2 separate regions of the Gossypium arboreum genome follow, and region 1 is linked to region 2. Evidence: chromatin contacts called from public Hi-C data. All regions are on one chromosome and are shown on one strand. Each heading gives the region's core, a stretch centred on a gene start, on an enhancer-like site or on the middle of the called end of the contact. The rest is flanking DNA. Distances are from core to core; before and after follow the strand shown.

Evidence for each region. Hi-C and Micro-C count contacts between places; a contact is called where the count stands out from the background.
Region 1: a Hi-C map of leaf shows a contact between it and region 2, with 8 times the contacts expected there. The contact joins the promoter of LOC108454182 here to the promoter of LOC108488086 in region 2. A contact is called at or near these places in 2 of 5 Hi-C or Micro-C datasets (both in leaf).

What each region holds. Positions count from the first base shown.
Region 1 is chr9:32,655,737-32,662,061 of ASM2569848v2, forward strand. It overlaps LOC108454182 (rRNA 2'-O-methyltransferase fibrillarin 2-like), which reads right to left and starts at 2,982. Exons shown (of 7, transcript XM_017752550.2): 1 at 2,830-2,982; 2 at 2,379-2,677; 3 at 2,094-2,189; 4 at 1,921-1,998; 5 at 1,662-1,838; 6 at 538-606; 7 at 70-386. The coding sequence starts at 2,845. The coding sequence ends at 210. It overlaps LOC128281328 (small nucleolar RNA snoR60), which reads right to left and starts at 1,068; the gene lies at 1,002-1,068. It overlaps LOC128281326 (small nucleolar RNA snoR60), which reads right to left and starts at 1,355; the gene lies at 1,283-1,355.
Region 2 is chr9:32,442,836-32,448,859 of ASM2569848v2, forward strand. It overlaps LOC108488086 (ferric reduction oxidase 2-like), which reads left to right and starts at 1,259. Exons shown (of 8, transcript XM_053019518.1): 1 at 1,259-1,406; 2 at 1,513-1,607; 3 at 2,111-2,274; 4 at 2,369-2,603; 5 at 2,668-2,995; 6 at 3,567-3,813; 7 at 3,885-4,558; 8 at 4,657-5,015. The coding sequence starts at 1,259. The coding sequence ends at 4,796.

The sequences.
Region 1 (6,325 bases), core at 1,732-4,231, 210 kb after region 2:
CAATTGATAGTTGGGCCACCAACAAAGAAAAAGGGTAATAGGGTAATAGTCATGTGTACTGTGATGTAGTTTACCATAAAATAAATTACTGATTTAGTTCTGCAGAAACAGTGATGAAACATTACAGTAAAAGCTGAAGAGCCATTTTCTTAACTCTATCTGAGATTGCATTCTCTTTTCTAACAAACATAAAAAATGGATTAGAAACATTAAGCTGCCGCTTTCTGTTTCTTCGGCATCCGGTAGCCACCAACAACACAAGCATGGTCGCGCTCGAAAGGTTCAAGGGTGACTTGCTCAAAAGGCTTGAATTGCTCCTGTTGCAATTTCTTAACCTCATTCTGGAATACAGCCTCGGCGGGAACAGTGGAGTCGATGCAGTTTGCCTGAAAACAATCAGATGTCCATTCCAGTTTAAGACAACATTATGTACTGAAGGCTTCTAAACAAATTGAAGTCACATGAACTTCCCTGTCTCCAAAAAGTAATAAATTTCACATTTAAAATTCGAAATCCCAAGATTTTTCGAGCACTAACCTTAATTGAAATGACAAAATGACCACCAGCTTTCAGGAAATATGATGCATTCAAAGCCAAAATCCTAGCCTGCAAAAGGAAAAATCAATTACTAAGAAACAAAAAGAAAGCAAGAAGATAATGACTCAACTCATCTCCATCAGAAAAGGATATCAGATAAGTTGAGCAGGCTGGAGGCTTGCCAGTGGAAATAAAGAGCAATCAAAAGAGCACCAACGGAACTAATCTCCTTTTCAATTTTTAGCAATGCACATGGAAAGAAGAATGAAGAAATGAAAAGTAGTTTCTGAATACTAGTGTGAGAGACTGACATGTTTTAACAATGAAATAATTGAAAAATAACTTTAAAAGAAATGAATATACATTTATTACTGCTATTAAGAGAGTAAAGAAATTAATGCTTATTTTAAAACCAAAAAAAAAAAAGTTGGAAAAACTTTAGACAACATTATAGAAACATTCAAAGCATCTGAATCTCAGTATTGCACCATCCATGATGTCAAGGGGAATCCGAGCATCCATCACTTGCATAGTTATGAAGTCAACAAATAACAGAAAATGGTAAAAGAGTGAGGCAACCACACAAAAGTTTCATGGACGTACATCCAAAAGGAAGCATATTTAAATTTCAACTTCTTGTAGCCAAATATTTGTATCAGTATGGAAAAAGACCCGGAAATACAATATCCAGAAAAAAAGTATTCTAGAAAAATTAGCAAACTATTCAAAGTTAACAAATAAATATTGCATCAGAAACTCGAGTTTGCATCACTCATTATGTCTTGAAGGGGAATCCGAGTAGAGTTCATCATATGCATAGGCTAGTTAAAGCTACTTAGCAAATGTGAAGATAGAGTACTTGATGAAAACCAAAGAATAAAGAATAAACAAACACAAAGCCGAAGGAGAAAGAAACCAAACAAATTTACATACGCAGGATGCATATATGAATGATATAAACAGAGAGCACACAAGTGCAGGGTACACAATCAAGATCAGACTTCAGCACGATCTCAGGCTACAGTTAATATGGCAAAGAAGGAACTGATTTTTGCAATTCTTTTTCACTACTTGGAAAATCATAAATTGAAAAAAAGAAGAGCCACAAACACTCCCAAGCAAACCTGATCAGGCTGAGCAACATCAGAAAATATCACATCCACCATGCCAACTAGCATCCTATATTTAGCCGGATGCCTGGCATCTTCAATGATAGGTATAACATTTGTTCGCTTCTTAGCCATGTTTACCAAGTCTCTACCACTTCGGTGAGAAAATTCCACAGCATAAACCACCCCATTCTAACGAATAAACAGACAAAAATAAGCAACTTTGCAAGATGCATACAAACAAAGATAATGTTTAGAGCAATACTATACTTACAGGACCAACAACGTCAGATACATGAGAAACAGTAGTACCAGAAGCAGCTCCAAGGTAAAGAACCTTAGCACCAGGTTTCTTGATTAAACCACAATAATATCAAATTAGATAGGTTTTATGATGGATATATATAGGTATATTGAACAAAATTAAATTGATTGATGAAAGCTTACAATCCATATATTATCTACACCACCAAGAATCGCAGCTGCCAACTTAGATCGGAAAGGATTCCAAACCCTGTATTCAACTTGGGTCCCATCTTCATTCTGTTAAATCAAAGTTCTAAGACCCTCAATTTCTCATGGCAAAATTAATCACTCTTATCAACACAAGTCAAGTGGAAGAGCACAAAACCCAATTGGCTAAATACAGAGCAAATTCAATATATTTGTACTATCATGTAGCACAAAATATGATAAAGGAAATGGACTTGGTTAATAGAAAGACAAGATGACCTGAACAGCAATCCTTTTTTCATTGTAGACAGCTTCACCAGGGACCATATTCTTAGTAACAAGAGCATCTTCTTTACCCTTTGCAACAAAAACTCCCTCGTGTCTATGGGGCTCTACTATAACCTTGCTCCCACCTTTCATTCCACCTCTTCCTCCACGCCCTCTTCCTCCACTGCGGCCACCACGCCCACCACCTCGGGACTTCGTGGCACTGCCCCCTCTATCGCCACCTCTTCCACCACCACCTCTCCCTCTCCCTCCATCACCTCTGCCCCTAAACCCACCACCACCACCACGGCCTGCAAATAACCAAACTATTAGAAATACAAAAACGAGTCTCCAAGCAACTTTAGAAAAATAGACACACGGAGTAGTAAGCTGCTTCTTAGCTCCAAACTATTAAATGCATATGCTGCTTTAAATCAGAAAGAAAAAGAAGAGACAGGGTCACCTCTTGGAGGTCTCATCTCTGGGAGACTTTGGAACCAAAGAGAGCGAAATGAGGGAAACTAGAGAAACAGAGTGAGAAGCGAAGCAATGCTTGGAGGCAAATGTTAGGGCTTATACTTTATATACAACAAACTAGGGTTTATATGTAAAAAATGTAGGGTTTATTAAGGGCTAGTTGAGGCTGTAAAGTAAAAAAGATAAAAAGAAAAAATTAACTGAATATTTGGGTAAAAATATAAAATTATGATTTATTGTAATTCATTATTAATATTTTAATATATAAAAATAAATTAAATATTTTAAGTATTTAATATTAATTATTTATAAAATTTTGATTTAAATATATAAATAATACTTGTAATATTAAAACATAATTATTACAAATTCAAATATATAATGATATATATTTAAAATAAATTTCAATGAATAAGTAATTATATATTTAATATAAATGTTATATAAAAATATTAAATTATAAATAATAGTTAAAACCATCATTCTTTTTTGTTAGCCTAAAAATTAAGCACATTTTAAAAACACTTGTGAGAGTCTGTGGAAAGCCCTTCCTCTTGCAAACAATATAAGTGGGTCAAAAATATCAGAGCCCAAAGTCTTCATTCAATCATTTATGGATAGAAGACGTGGATTAAATCATTTATGTATTCTTTCTATATTTTGGTGATAATTAGATTGAGATCTTTCTATGAAGAAATTCCATGAGATGTAAAATAATCTAAGGTTGAAATTAAATGTAAAAGAAAAAAAAACAATATCATTCAACCTTTAATAAGAACACATTGATTATTTGAGAAAAGTGTAGTACAATTTTGGAAAATTGGTAGTATCCTTTTAACCTATTAAATCGATTACCACATGAATGAGAGAAAGAATAAGTAAAAGAAAAGTATTTGATTTTTATTAATATAATAAATAATAAATAATAAAAGGAAATTATTAGACTCTAAAATATCAAAAGGGTTTAAAGGAATTTTAAAAATCTCTACTAATGTTTTTTTTTTAACATTAAATATGGGAGTTTTATAACATTAGGACCTAAGCTAATAATCCATCCAATGGGTTCTAAAACAGTAAACAAACTAAAAAACAAAACTGAAAAACAAACTACTTCTACCTAGACCAAACAAAACAAAACTGTCCTAAAAAACCTAGTGTCTATTCTGATACCCCCAATGTCTAACTTCTCAAAAGACTAATATAACACCTCTAACCCGTACCCATTACCGGAATAGGGTTACGAAGTATTATCAGACTAATCTCATAAACAATCATACAATCAAAATTACAATTCTCATATCAATTAAAATACATATAATTATAATCATATAGTCTCTTTAACATGAGCCATCGAGGCCAAAAACAAGCATTAGAAGTGGTTCGGGACTAAACCGAGAACTCAGGAATTTTTTGGAAAAATATAGAAAATTTTTTAAAGTACAAGGAACACATGTCCGTGTGGCCCAACTGTGTGTCTCACACGGCTAAAGACACGCCTGTGTTACAGGCCATATGGACATTCGAAATGGTATCATATGGCCGTGTCCCAGCCCGTGTCCGACCTTGTGTAACTCCCTGACTTGGGTCACACGACCAACCACACGCCTGTGTGACTAGCCCGTGTACCCTTCAAAATAGCCTCACACGCCCATGTGTCAGGTAGTATGCTAGGCCGTGCTAAAACTATAAGGTATACTAACTTATGCCACACGGTCAAGTCACACGCCCGTGTTGGGCCATGTGGTGCATACTGACTTGGTTTCTAATTAAGTACCAGGGGACACACGGCTATGTCACCTGACCATGTGTCACACGCGGTTGAGACACATGCCCGTGTCTCTGTTCGTGTGGACAAAAATAGGTTATTTTCCAAGCCATCTTTCTCAACCAATCTTGTATTCACCTAAACAAACGAAATTGCATATGACCATACCTTCAATAGGCATTTAAACCCATCTAAACCAAGTTCAATTTATGCTATATCATTTCCAACAACCACAAGGCACTCAAGTATCACAATTAGTCATTCAGTTTCATACCAATTTCACATCTAAAAATCACCTAAATAGTCACTTTCAACTATGCATTATTTTGCCTAAAACCACAAGCATACCATATCTCAAAATCCAACTATTTGGTACTCAAAATACCAATCCACAACAAGCATTAACACAGCAATTTCCAACCACATATTAAAGAGCCATTTACACATTCACATATTCAAACATATTCCATGACAACCCAAATGTACATAAGATGAAAATAATCACATATATACATACTTATGCCAACATATGCCAAAATAAGCCAAATCACATGGCTATCAACATTGCAAACATATAAGGCATATTAATCACAACTCCTAAACATGCCATATAACCAAGTACACAAATTCAAAAGTACCAAAATGACAGCTTGATAGTGTGATGAGATCTCTGACAACTCCCAATCCGAGCAAGCTTCGAAATCACTATAAAATATGGAAAAGTAAATAGAGTAAGCTATAAAGCTTAGTAAGCTCATATGGTTAATAAATATAACTTACCATTGATTCACAAATTTAGTTATCTATAATAAAACATTACAATTTAACTTAATCACAAGGCTAATATATGTTCATCCACATAGTAGATAATGTAACTCACAAACTTCATAGATTTAATACTTATACGGTTTACGTACATACCTGCACTAATACATATCAATCTCTTACCATTTCATATCTTCAATATACCTGTTAAACCATTTGGAATAATATCAGATACTTGGGAATCTCGCACCCTAAGTGCTAATACATGGTCGAAACCATCTCAATCTCATATCTCATATAATGCTCACTCTCGAGCTATCAATGGGCCTGCTCACACAATCTAACGGTCAATACGTAATTACATGGTGTTGCTCACACAAGCTGAAAAAAATCCACAACACATGCCAAAAAACTTAGCCACCAGTAGAACTTACAGACCAGCACCCAAACTCAATAACCCCTAATGACATGTCATTTGTACCTTATCTATGCTAAGGTTCAACCGAGATTTCACATTTTTCAAATCTCTGTTGAACATTTTTGTAAGGTCGTATTCATTAACAGTTCAATTATAAAGTGTAACAGCCCGATGTAGGGCCTAGAAAGAATAGTGGTCTCGGGACCACAAATTCAGAGTCAAATAAATTATTTTATAATTATTTAGATGTTATAGCATGTTTTTAAGAGTGCTTGAAAAATTTGGTGAGTTAATTGTGACGTTGTAAGCCTAATTGTGAAAAAGGACTAAATCGCATAAAATACAAAAGTCCTATTTTGATAGCTAAAAGTGCCAAATAGCTAGAGAACCTAAATTGGAGGTCTTTAAAGGGCAATTATACCCTTTAGGGAGGCATGGTCGGCCATAGGAGACAAAGGTGGTCAAATTTTCAAAATTTGGTAAGTTAGGTGGCTTATTTTGACTAAAATAGGAGTAGATAAAGGAAAGATGATA
Region 2 (6,024 bases), core at 9-2,508:
ATCAATAAATATTCAACTTTGTACAACATGGAATATACTAGGGAGTTAATAGTATAATGCTAAGAACAAGTTTCATTTTCTCTGTAAAGTTGTATTGAGTTTTTTTAACAGTTTTACTGCTTTTTGGGATAAATAAAACTTGTAAAAAGCTTATTATAAAGGGTATATGAAATAACAATCCTGAATAAAATTGTAATTTACTAAAAGATTCAAATTTAATATATTCAAATGTCTAAATCTCACTTGCAATGAAAATTCATTAAATATTCTCATGTTTTTTCAATTTTTTTAAGTTTTTATAAATGTTTTCTAGTTCAAATTATTTTTAATTAGTTAAAAAATTTCGGATTAGATGTATATTTCAGACCAATTGGAGCACCCATTCTCTTTTTAACCATTTATCAAATATTAATTTTTTTATTTTACAATGATTTTTAATTTATAAGAATCGATTAAATTTTAATTCGGTTGATATGATATTATTGTTAATGTAAAAATTATAAATATAAATACATTTTAAACACGTTTTATCATTTTATTTAAGAATTAGAAAAGATAAATTCTGACGTAAACTCCAATATAAGCTCAATTCTTAACGCAATGCCAAGATTTATCCAAAAGGACAAGAGGAGCAGTCAAAGAAATTTAAAAGCAAAAGAGACGCAGCTGCAGTCCATCAAGGCTCAATTAATTGGACCGAAGTTCGGACTAAGGAGTAGGAATCAACAACAATAATATACAACAAATCCAGCTTCCTACATTCAAATTTTAATCATTCTGTAATACTAAGAATCTGGAATGATTGAATATATAATTTAAGAAAAAGAATAAAATGCTAAAATGTTATGGCCAAATTTGTATAAAAATTATTAAGAAAAAGAAAAAAAATGTTAAAGTGCTTCATGGAGGTTTGATAAAGGCTCAAATGATTGTTGACACTAAAATTATTTTAAAACGTTAATATATTTTGCATTGAGACAAACAGCACTGACATGAACGCTGAATTCGTGGCATTTCTAATGTCCAAAATTAGAAGTCAGCGGTTTGAAAATAGATCTATTCTTTTTTGTACGATAATGGACATATAATTTGGCTTGCATTTTCTTGATTAAACGTGGCCTAAACGCCTAGCTCAATTTATTATAATTTTCTTTTTACATTAACATTCCTTTTGTACTTTCAAACAGAAACATTCTTGTATAAATAAGTAGGGATTGCTTCAATTGGATTATAGACCAAAAATTAAAGCGAATTGAAGATGGTTAGATCAGCCATAAAACTGTTCCTACTGCTGCTCTCTCTTGGGTACATGATGCTTTGGTTCATGATGCCCACGAAGTTATATTTTGAACATTGGTTGCCTAAAATCCGTGCCAAGACCAAATCCATATACTTTGGACAACAAGGTATAAAAGCACTCCATATTGCAGTTTCATTTGAAGTTCTTTTTCTGTTTGGAAGTACTTTTCTGTCTTAAATGATTATATATAATATATATATATATATATGCAGGTTCAACTATGCTGATATGTACATTTCCCATCCTCTTCATTGCTACACTGGGATGTATTTACCTTCACTTAGGAAAGAAACATGGAGATCACAACGTTGAAGGGTACATCTTTAGATATGATCGCTACTTTTTTTCCACTTATTTCATGTTTCATGACATAGTGGTAAAAGTTCTATGCAGGCCCTTATATTAAAAGTCGAATTACATTTTACTTTTTCTATTAAAAAATCAAGTAAATTAATCTTTATACGTTAGATTAAAGAGTGAATTGGTCCTTTTGTTAAAAATTTTATTCATTTCTATTGCTAAAAATCGATTTTTGTACATTAACATGAGATACATGTGGCGCACCACTTGTCACTGTTTGTTTATTCTATCCACCATGCCAATTTTTAATAATAGAATTGAATGAAATTTTCAACAAAAAGAACTGATTTGCTCTTTGATTTAATATACATATATTAATTCGTCTATTTTTTTAAATAGATGGGACAAAATACAATATTACGCCTAGTATAAGGGCTTCCATGCTTATCATGGTATAGTATAACAAACTGTTGCTGATTTATTGGGAACAAAAGGGTGCCGACATCTAAGTTGAAGCAACCAGTGATAGTGAAAGGTCCTTTGGGTATTGTTTCATGGATGGAGCTCTCATTTTTAACCATGTTTGTTGTGCTGTTAGCTTGGTCAACCACTTCTTACTTGAATGGTATGTTTACACATATCGACCAAATGGCTTCAAGGAGTGGATTGCTAGTGTAAGTATCTCATGAATTCCTTGGTTAAGACTTTATTAAAAAAAAGTTCCAAATGGGGGGCCAAATGCAATAGTTTGATGACATCTCCTTGCAGGTGGGAGGCTAAGTTGGAAATGTCAGGTCTAACACTAGGTCTCGTAGGCAACATTTGCCTAGCTTTCCTCTTCTTCCCCGTGACAAGAGGATCTTCAGTTTTACGGTTGATTGGGCTTAGCTCAGAAGCAAGTATTAAGTATCATATTTGGGTTGGGCATATTGCTATGACCATTTTCACTGCTCATGGTTTATGTTACTTTGTTTTCTGGGCCAAGACTGAGCAGTTATCACAGGTAAGTAAATAACCACATATTCTTGCATACTGGTATTTCAATGATTCATTGTGTTGAACTGCAGGTACTTAAATGGGGTAAGATTGAAGTTTCAAACATGGCAGGAGAAATAGGTTTTGTTTGTGGGTTAGGGATGTGGGCAACAAGCCTTCCTCAAATAAGGCGGAAAATGTTTGAGCTCTTCTATTACACTCATCATCTCTACATTCTCTTTATTGTCTTCTTCGTCTTTCACGTGGGTTTCTCCTATGCTTGCATCGTGCTTCCTGGTTTCTACCTCTTCTTAATAGATCGATGTCTAAGATTCTTACAATCCCAACAAAGGGTTAGCTTGGTTGCTGCACGTATTTTACCTTGTCAAACTGTTGAGTTGAACTTCTGCAAGAGCCCAGGTAATTGCCAAAATGTAGAAGTAACGTAGAAGCCCATATATTAGGAGTTAGATTGTACTTTATTCCTTTACTAAAAAATGAGTAAATTAATTTATATACATTATATTAAAGAGCAAACTGGTCATTCTGTTAAAAATTACATCCATTTCTATTATTAAAAACTGGTTCTTTTATGTTTACATGAAATACACATGGCATCCCATGTATCAGTGTTTAGTTATTCGATTAACCATGTTAGTTTTTAACGGTAAAAATGAATGAATTTTTTAACAAAAAATATCAATTTATTTTTTGAACTAACATAGACCGACTAATTTACCTATTTTGAGTGGAGAACAATCTGGCTCTTAATATATGAAACTCTATTATACTTTTACCTGCCAAAACTTATTACTTCAATATTGATGTATGCTTGTTGATTGAGCCAATCATATATTTGAGGGTTAAAAAATGTGGCTAATCACAAGTAGAATTAAGCAAAATTTGATGAAGTTTATATTTGGATGATATGTATACTGTTGACAAGATAAGCAATAATTTTGGAGATAATCTTGTTTGTTTAATGTGGCAGAAGTGAATCACAGTCCAACAAGCATTATATTTGTGAATGTACCAGCCATTTCTAAGCTTCAATGGCATCCCTTTACAATTACCTCCAATAGCAATATGGATACTGACAAGCTGAGCATCGTGGTCAAAAGTGAAGGAAGGTGGTCTTCTGACTTGTATCAGAAGCTTTCATCCCCTTTACCCATGGATGGTTTCCAGGTCTCCATAGAAGGGCCTTACGGACCACCTGCTTCAACACATTTACTAAGGTACTTGACCGCCAAAACAACATCCCTTCTCCTGTTTTTGTAATGATAAGTAATAGAACTTCTTCCCGCAGGCACGACACATTGGTGTTGCTGAGCGGAGGAAGCGGCATTACGCCTTTCATCTCAATCATCCGAGAGCTCCTCTTTAAGGCCAGTTCTGGAAGTAGCACCAGGATTCCACACGTTCTTCTCATATGCGCGTTCAAGAAATCTATTGACCTCGCAATGTTGGAATTAATATTACCAGTTTCAGGCACCACAGTAGATATTTCTTGCCTGCAGTTACAGATTGAAGCCTATGTAACAAGAGAAAAGGGGGCAGATGAAAATAACCACAAGCCACTACAAACTGTATGCTTCAAGCCTAATGCGACAGATGCACCAGTTTCTGCAATTTTAGGCCCTAATAGCTGGCTCTGCCTTGGACTTATCATTTCATCTTCCTTTCTCATGTTTCTTCTTCTCATTGCCATTCTATCACGATACCATAATTCTAATATGGTATACGCTAGCTCTGCAACTGCTGGTTTTAACATGCTATTCATGTGTATCGCCATAGCCATGACAGCTAATGCTACTTTTCTTTGGAATAAGAAACAAAATAGAAAGAGGTTGAGACAAATTCGAAACATGGATACACCACCAGTGTGGTTTAACAATGGTGACAGAGAACTAGAAAGCCTGCCGTACCAGTCTTTACTTCAAGCCACCAATGTCCATTATGGTGAAAGACCTGACTTGAAAAGTAAGTTACTGTTTGCAGAGTTCTACATTACATGTATGTAACAAATATATATATGACTTTTGACATCTGATTGTCTTGTTTGGTTTGATTTATGGTAGAGATATTGTTTGAACGCAAGGAAAGCAGCGTAGGAGTTATTGCCAGTGGACCGAGGGAAATGCGGCAAGAAGTGGCAGCCATCTGTAGTTCTGGTTTGGCAGATAATCTGCAATTCAAGTCCATTAGCTTCACCTGGTGATCACAGCAGAGCTGAAACAGAGGAAGAATAGTCCTCCCCCCTTCTTTCACCTGCTTATTTGTTAAACCCCATGGGGATGAATCAATCATTCTTCTTTATCTGTAACGATTAGGATGGTCCTGCTCTATTTTGTAATATATATATATATATAGAGAGAGAGAGAGAGAGAACTCTGCAAATCAAAATATACAACCAAGATTAAGTTCAGATTTGCTTTAAGATGTCTAAATTTTGTTTTTCCTTTGTTTATCATCCACTCTAGCAACACACGACGACCTTGACTTGTGATTGCCATTTTCCAGGGGTTTACCGGCTAAGCTGTTCATAAAATGAAGGAATAATTGTTTTTTTTTTGTTTTTTTTTCACCTTCCAATTTTAGGAAAAAAAAAATCATTTCATTTAAATTTTCGTCTTTTACTCCTTTTTAACTTACATTATTTGTAAAGAAATCATTTTAAAATGGATAGAAAAACTTTCCTGATGTGTTATTCACATTGTGTTATATTATATTAGTCATTAAATTTTTAAGAACTAAAAATTATTGAAGAAAAATTAATTATTTGTTAACATGACAATTGTCAACAAAGTCCATTCATTTTGGAGTAGTTTGACTAGGGATGTGCAAATTTCAGGTAAAATCGAATTAATTCGGTTAACCGACTGATTAACCAAATTAATTCAGTTGGGGATCGGTTAATAATTTTTTGGAAGTTTGGTTAACGATTAATTTGGTTCGAAATCGGTTGGTTAACCGAATTAACCGAATTTAATAAATAATATTATAATATATAAGTATTTGGTTGGTTCGGTTAATTTTTTGGAAATATAAATTAATTAGTCGGCTAAGTCGGTTTATTTTTTTTATATGTTTTATACTTGTTTTAACAAAAAAAAACATATAAATTTCAGTTAATTCAGTTAAATGACCGAATTAACCAAAAAAGTTCGGTTCAATTAATTTTTTTTTCAAAATTTCGGTTCGGTTAACAGTTAATAGTTTAAAATGGTCGGTTAATTCGGTTAATGGTAGTTCGGGTCGGTTAATTCGATTAATAGTAGTTCTGGTCGGAAATTTAAAGATTAAAATAGAGAAATTAAATGAAAAATTAAAATATTTTTTTTCTTTTATAAAATTAAATGGTTAAATAAGTTATTATACCTAAAATGAACAACTCTCACACATATATACCCGATGTCTTTGTTTCTTGTTGTTTTTCAATAAAGTTT